Regions from separate parts of the Hordeum vulgare genome. Here region 2 is linked to region 1. A link is a contact called in public Hi-C data. All regions are on one chromosome and are shown on one strand. Each heading gives the region's core, a stretch centred on a gene start, on an enhancer-like site or on the middle of the called end of the contact. The rest is flanking DNA. Distances are from core to core; before and after follow the strand shown. Region 1 holds the start of LOC123396722 (O-fucosyltransferase 35). Region 2 holds the start of LOC123397954.

Region 1 (3,923 bases), core at 418-2,917:
CTACAAGCACCAAAGTAACAAGTGCTTTAATAGTAAAGCAACTGGAAACCGACTCACAAACCTCCAACAAATGAGGAAACGTCCTAAAAATGCTAAGCTTCTGCCAAAAGATCCTTGCTTAAGAAGTTCCAAATAGAGCTACAAAGCCTAGAACATGTTGATTGCATGCACCGACCAGTTCACGCAACACTTAAGTTGAGGAAAGATGGCCGGACATTAAACTCCAGCTGTCCAAGTCCAACAGAATACAATAAACCCAACCTAGCTGTTTTCAAGCAGACCAATTGCACAGGCATCCATTACATTATGCTAAAAACATGTCTAGATTCTTACTACTTTTAACAATGAGAATCAGATTCCATCAGATTTTTTTCCAGCTCTTGTTTGACTTGTCCAGAACATCAACAAAAATGGTAGAGATTAGAGAAGTAGGCAAAATTGCAAGTTAACGTTTAGAATGCCAATGATTGATCATAAAAATAGGTTATTATATAAAAGAATGGCCGGTGAATCTAGACAGTTAACAACTTGACATGTTTTTCATAACTCTAGCTAGTCCTCGTAACATCTCAGTTGGTAATCAACATCATTGCTACTACGTAGTACATCATTTGTAACTCTTCGTAGAAATGTGTTCGTGATAAGAACTAATAAGAAGTACTCCCTCTGTAAAGAAATATAAGAGTGTTTAGATCATTACTTTAGTTATCTAAACGCTCGTATATTTGTTTACGGAGGGAGTACTAGTGAGGATAATAAACACATTTTCATCAGTGCAAAAGAAGAGAAGAAATGGAGAGTTGTTGGAACACTAGGTCCGTCCGTTGATTGCTCCCTCGGAAGGAACATTCCCGAGTGGCAGCGAGGAGTCTAAACCAGAATGCAGTTTTGAAGCTTCCATACATACCTGCAAATCATCGGCAGCTGGTAGCGCTGACCGGCCGCCTGCCCAGATCTTGACGACGCCGAGAAGCAGGCAAACGCCGCAGAAGGCGAAGAAGAGCAGGTTCCCGAGCTTCCTCCTCTCCCGGATCCCCAGCCCCAGCACGACGTCGCCGGCGCCCCCGCCGGCGCCCGGGCGCTTGAAGAGGCGGAAGCGGAGCTGCTGCTGGTGCTGGTGGTGGAGGCCGGCGGCGCTGGGGGAGGCGCTGGAGGAGGCCTCCGCCGCGTCCTTGGGCGGGCTGCCCAGCCCGTCGGTCCGCGGCGAGCGCGGGGAGCCGCTGATCTGAAGCTCGATCTCGCCGCCGGGGCAGCGCTTGAAGGAGTTGGCGCGGCGGGTCATGTACCCGCCTCCGGCGACGCGGGGGCTGTGCAGGCGCGGGAGGTGGTCGCCGGCACCACCGGCACCTCCACCGGAACCTCCGCCCGCGGCCCCGGAGGCCCCGCCGCCGTGCTTGGGTTGGTAGCCCATGCGGCGCGGGGAGCTCCAGCAGTCCCACCCAACCCACGGTACGAGGACCTCGACCTGGACGAACTAGTGGCGCCGGGTTCCGAGTGGTGCCCCAGCTGGTCGTCCCGGCAGTAGCATGATATGATGGCTAAGTGAGGGGAGGCGCCATTAATGGAGCTCGGTTGGGAAGTGAATGGGGCAGTGAGGTCGCGACCGAGGGGGACGGCCGACGACGTGAGGCGCCACTCCACGTCCAGGTGCGTAGTGGGATACGCACGGCACTGGAACGGAAACGGTCAGGGCGGAGGGCGGTAATTACGGGCCCCTGCCATGCCACTTGGAGGCGCCGCCAGATTAGGGATTTGATTTGATTTGATTTGATTTGATTGATTATTTTATCCTTTGTTTTTCCGTGTCTGGTATACGTAATAATAAAGGCCGTTGTTGTCCGAAGGGAGGAAAAGGGCGGCAATATATTAAATATACGTCGACGCTGTCACGTGCGCGGCTCGTGCTTTGGCCGGTACGCTGCATCCTTCATGCATGGGACCCAGTGGGAAGGAGGCCTTGGGGCTGTCTCTAGTCTAGTCTGCACTCTCTACTCGTTGACGCGTAAAGTGGTTGGCGTGGTGTGGGTCTTGGTTTGTCCGGCTCTCGTTCGATCTTTTCCGTGCGCTGCCGTGCGGAGGATCGCCTAGTTCTGCATGCATACGGAGATTGAAGTTGTCCAGATCCGGCTTGACTCGTCCAAGACATGCGAGCGGCGGTGTGGACCCGTCAGGTTGGCGCATGCTCGTCGTGGGTTACGACCATTTCGTTTCTGGTAACGTTTGCTTCGACTTGTGCTCTTACTTGGCGTTGGTGGTTTCGGATCTCGGGATTTTTGGTGAAAGTCCCGACTACGGATGAAAATCAACTCGGTCGTTGTCGACGGTAACGGCATCCTAGGGCGTCGTCTTCCTTTTTGAAGGTATCGTTGTGGGGTCGTCCGTCCTTTCTATCATATAACGTGTGATCCGAGTGAAGACCTAAGATCAGGCAGTAGCAGATCGGGTGACGACGGTGTCTTTAACATCGTTTTCCTTCTTAAAGGTGTCACCTTGGAGATCCCGATGATGGGTTCTGATGGTGTTCTCGATTGAAGGTAGAGTGTGGGTTTGTGGTGCTGTTGGTGGATCTTTTTTTTTTTTGCACTGCCTTTTGCATTGCTTTTTTTTTTGGAGGGCTCTTGTAACACCTTCTTTCGATCAATGAATTTGATAATGCTACTGTCGACATTAAAAAAAACTTTTGTCATTTGTTATGGGATCAAGCTCACGCACGATCAGGAGCTATCGTTGATCAAATAATTCTTCGTTTACTACCACTTGCCCTGTTGCTAGTCTTGTTTTATTGCTCAACATGCAAGGTTTCTAGTTTCGAGGGAATGCACCCTTGCCATGCCGTGCTCCCTTGAAAGAAGAGGAGAATGTATTATAGACCGGGTAATGATCTTAACTTAAGCTTAAAGTGGAAATCTTGTACTTTATGTCCAACTCTACGAGTAATTTCTCCTGACCCCATTCTCCAGTTTGTTAATGCAACTATATCACATTGCATACAATGTGCTATTATGAAATATGCACTTGGTTGCGTCAACTTACGGATTGTTTCATGCTGAAATCCACAAATGCTTGTACATTTAAGTGTTTGTATAGGAGATTTGTCGTATAAATTAGCCTGGCCCACCCATCATTAGAGAAGAGAAGCCTGGAAATTGGAACCTTGGAATCGTATTTACGGGGAGAGGCCCTTCAAACTATTCATATGAATCAAGTAATGAATTAGACATCTTCTATAGTTTAGGTCCTCTCTATAAACTCTATGTTCATTTACATATAGTGCTATCAGGATAATTATCTGCAAGAATCTTGTAAAATGATAAATATCATCGAGAAGTTTGTTAAGCATCCCAGGGATCAATCTTCAACAATCCTTGGGCTTCCAGAACATACTGCACCGGAAAGTCTATTATATTTCCAGAATGTGCTCATAACTATTCTTATTTGTATAGTTGGATAACATGGCATTATTGTATGTGCACTATTTCGTTAGTTGCTGGATTCATGTCATACCAAGAAACATCATTGTGACAATTGGATAGAGATTCCTCGATGACCCCTTGAGATGAAAGCACGCTTCTCATCTTATAGCGTTTGCTATGATTGCACTAGCACAAGCTATTTTCGTATGCTCCATTGTTCTCACTTTTTATGAATGTTAGCGTGTCATATTAAAGATCATGCATATTTTTACCGAAGGCATGCTAGTTTGTTTACAAAAACAATAATAACAACAAAGCATATTTGTTGGGGGTAGACTAGAAGTGAAATTCATAAGATCTTGCGACCAACTAAACGTGTTCATGGGCAGCCCGACCCGACTTGTCTCTCGGGCTGGGCTCGGACTTCATTTTACAGCTCGAAAGAATATCCGGGCTGGGCTAGGGCTTCTATTTCTCATCTTTTTAGTTTAGGCCTCGGTGTGGGCTTGC
Region 2 (4,140 bases), core at 1,588-4,087, 170 kb after region 1:
ACCTCCACAGCATCTTGCCATAATCCCTCGACTGTCATCAGCAACATATGCCCTAGGCCCAAAGTACTGTCAACCCGACGAACATGAGCGCAGCAAGTGCAAAGCATAACCCTACGATCGTCGCAAATGCCTATAAGATGGTAAATTAACCCCAAAAAACACATTAGAAGGTCTGTGATTACACTTTGCCATTCCTGTAGGTTCGAAGAAACTCTTCACGGAGAAAATTGAAGGGGAGGTCTCATATTTTACCTTTCCTTCTGACTGGAAGTTGAACTTGACAGTGAACCATCTCAGTCCTCTATCGACAAGAGGAGCCAGTGCAAGGGCTCTGTAGTAAACCAAAGAAGTCGTCTTTCAGAAGAGAGGGCAATGGATTTCGACAGGTAGCAATGCATTCTTTAAAAATTGAAAATGTGTGGGCTTGAGGATGTTCCTCAAGTTACCACTGAAAAGCAGAGTAGCATCCAACAATGCTTGTTACACTGATCCGGGCAACAAGTTATACACTGACTTGGAGACTAACTCACCCTCCTGCGCGGAGAATTTTAGTAACTTGACTGCCAGCCCACACCATTGCCATTAATTTAAGGAACCTGCTTTAGTTGGTATAGAACACGTTATAGTGAGAAGAGGCTGCTTAAAAAAACAGAATTTACAACGGTTACCTCTCCACTGCTGCAGCATAGCCCATCCTACCAGGAGCAGGCGAAAAATGGAACCTGGAAAGTAAATCAGTCAGTGACTCCCTTCCAGTCCATCCAATGCTCCTACCATCTGCCCTTATTTTGGCTCATGGAGATGCATGAAGTGAAACAAGTTTTTAAGAGAACTGATGGTCTTTTTCTCATGACCGATGAAAACTTTACATTTTAAAGTTACATAATAAATGTTTGTTCTAGAAATAATGTAAAACTAAAAAAAAACAGCATGGCATCACAGTACCATGCATTGACCTACCAGACCAATAAAAAGGTGGTGACATAATACACAGTATTAAGTAGTCCATATGACAAAACTCCAGCAGCACCATATCTCTTCAATTGTTCTAGCAACCTGAACCAGCAATAGGACATGAGAAATGGTGAACTATCATTTTATAACACAAAATTGAAAGAGTAAACGGGATATGTCATTCCAAGTATTGGCATAATTTTCCGTAGGGGACGTATTGGTATAATCATGAAAAAGGTTCGAGAGCTTCAACCTGACATTCATTAGCCTCGGTTGCATGGATGGCGCTAGGTTCTTCTGTAATACTACATGCAAGGGTGTCGGTATAACAATCCATGACTAGGGTTGAGTTGTTAGGCTCAGTGAGATGGATGATGCAAGGTTCTTCTGTAACAAATGCAAGGGTATGACTCACAGTACCATTATATGCTACTATATATTAGTCCTAGCCTAGCAAAAAATTTCTGCCCACATATGTTTGCATAAAAAACATAATAATTTTCACGCGAATCCAAATAAATACAAGAGAACCAACTTTGGTGAGGCCTTCTGCTTCTCTGAGTACATTCTAGTGCTGAATGCAAACTCAACTGTTAAGCTAAAGTCCTGAAGACTGTTATGGGACAAGATAAAACGAAGATGTAATTGTCTTTGGATTTACAGTTAGTTGTGAATACTCTTTAGGTGAAAATCTTCTGAACAAATCTTTGCCATGATTTCTTTCCCCTGTATGAAAGAAGAAAACAATTCAGCCCTAGTTTTTTTTTTTTTGGAGAAGCAAAGTTAGTACTCCCTCCGTACCTAAATATAAGTCTTTTAAGATATTTCACTAGGTGTCTACATACGAAGTAAAATGAGTAAATCTATACTCTAAAGTATGTCTATATACATCCGTATGTAGTCTATTAGTGAAACATCTAGAAAGACTTATATTTAGGAACGGAGGGAGTACATGCTACAAACATCATACCGGTCGAGCCTCCTTGTGTCTGCTTCGTTTCTTCACTATTAACTGCGTCAACCTAACAAAAAAATGCAGATCAGAATATGCATCAACAAAAAACATGTACCCAAATCTAAATTACATTATCATAATTGTTCATTTTGTAAAGAATTCCATTAATTCCTTATTCCCCAAATGAGTTGTTTACAACTTTACATAACAACACCAGTCACTACCTATGGGGATTTACAAAAGGTCAAAACTCGCATCAGAGTTACACTCCCAACAATGCAATATAAATTCCATGAATATGATGTACGCATTGCAGACATGCTTTTGTCTGCCCAACAAAAGCGCAAGTAATTTCAGGATTTTGCCTATCAAAGAAGCGCCATGAGTAGCTGATTGCCTCTGCTCTCATCACACCATAAATCCAAATTTTACTACTACAGCATTTGAGAATTATTATCTTCTAAATTCCAGGAAGACAACAAACAGTCTAACCTTAATCTAGTCTTTCCTTTAGTTTGCTTTCCCAGCACCGCTCTAGCGAACGGAAAACGAACACACGCTTCTTTTTTCCGGGAAGAAACGCGCGCATATGCATTACCGATCTGGTTAGAAATGATGGGGGTAAAATGAATGAGAATTCGCTACCTCTCCGGAGGCATCAGAGCAGCGGATGGGGCCTGGTAGGCGCGACCTTCCGGCGAGAGGGGATGGTCGCCGTTGCTGGAAGGAGACGGAGGAAGCCCTCGATGCGCCGCAGAGGGAGATGGGGCCGCGGGGGGAGACGGTGGAAAAGGCGGAGGACGAGGGGGCGGGTGTGCTGGGATTGGGCCGCGCGCCGGCGGTGGGGGGAGGCGGAGATGCCGACGCCATGTCCCGCGGTTGCGGTTCGGCGGCGGGGCCGTGGGTGGTCGTTGCTGGGAAGCTGATGGATATGTATCCCCTGTATCGTGGTAGCCTGCGTGGTCTGGACGGGTCACTAGGAGCTGAGAATGTTCTCCATTTTACTGAAAAGTTCTTTTTTTTATAACACACCCACTTTATAGATCATGGCATAATGTCCATACAAATAGTTTCCCGGATGCATTCCGGGGATACACCACGTCAAACACGACACTCTAGCTGATTACATGATCGAGCCAACAAATGTGCAGCAACATTTTGTTCCCGACGCACATGAAATATAGAACAACTAGTGAAAGAAGCTCTAAGTTGCTTGATGTCCTGAATGACAGGACCACAGATAGATCGATCCTGGCTCAGCGAATTGATACGCTGGACAACCGTCAAACAATCAGAACCAAGTAAGACATCCTGAGTACCTTCACACAATGCAAATTGCAAGCCTCTCTGAATTGCAATGGCCTCCGCTAGCTCAGGAAGGATCACATGAGGAACACCAATACCACAACAAACAATGCAAGAACCTGAATGCTCTCGCATCACCACTCCTACCCCCCATGCTCCTGTCATGTGTAAAAAGGGCAGCATCAACGTTTATCATCACCTTACCTGCCGGCGGCGGAACCCAGGATGTTGTTTTAGAGGGTTCACGCCTATGGTTGGTTGTGGTAATGAACAAATGCTCCACTATCATGTCAACATAAGCTTTAATTTTCAGAGCAAGACTAGAAGGATGCTGAGTAATATTTTCTTCTCGGAGTTTATTTCGAGCATCCCAAATATGCCAACACGTGACTGCCAGAACTGTAGCAGCAAGATCATCGCAACGAGCCAAAAAATCAAAGATCCATGTTTTGCAATTTGTGAATCCTTTTCGACTAAGATGCAAGTTGAAGTAATCTTTAACATCAGACCAAACCGCTTGTGCATAAGGGCAAAATAGCAATGCATGTTCTACGTGCTCATCAACAGAACAATGGACACAAACCTTAGATGCAGGAATATGTCGCTGGTGTAGTTGCATTCCGGTTGGCAAGCAATCATGAGAGAATCTCCATATAGTTATCAACATCTTCCCTGCGCCTTGATCGCCCAGATTTTGTTCCACGATATAGCATCACTTTGGAGATTAGAAGACATACCACAACCCGAATTGCTGCGGGATGCGATCATCTTTGTCATCCTGGCCAAATGATAGGCAGACCGGACCGAGTATGTACCAGAACGGGTATGCGGCCACGATACAAAGTCAGTGTCCCCAAAACCACCGATGGGAAGTTGTAGTGCTTGATCCGCAATCGATTCCTCAAAGACTGATCAGACTAGTTGAA

Evidence for each region. A called contact is a pair of places that touch in the nucleus more often than the background predicts.
Region 2: a contact with region 1 is called in a Hi-C map of seedling, with 2.5 times the contacts expected there. The contact joins the promoter of LOC123397954 here to the promoter of LOC123396722 in region 1. A contact is called at or near these places in 2 of 6 Hi-C or Micro-C datasets (leaf and seedling).

The regions. Positions count from the first base shown.
Region 1 is chr5H:429,305,873-429,309,795 of MorexV3_pseudomolecules_assembly, forward strand. It overlaps LOC123396722 (O-fucosyltransferase 35), which reads right to left and starts at 1,668. Exons shown (of 9, transcript XM_045091574.1): 1 at 908-1,668. The coding sequence starts at 1,411.
Region 2 is chr5H:429,471,875-429,476,014 of MorexV3_pseudomolecules_assembly, forward strand. It overlaps LOC123397954, which reads right to left and starts at 2,838. Exons shown (of 8, transcript XM_045092464.1): 1 at 2,555-2,838; 2 at 1,925-1,976; 3 at 1,632-1,680; 4 at 961-1,056; 5 at 669-722; 6 at 531-596; 7 at 253-331; 8 at 1-130. The coding sequence starts at 2,779. The coding sequence ends at 53.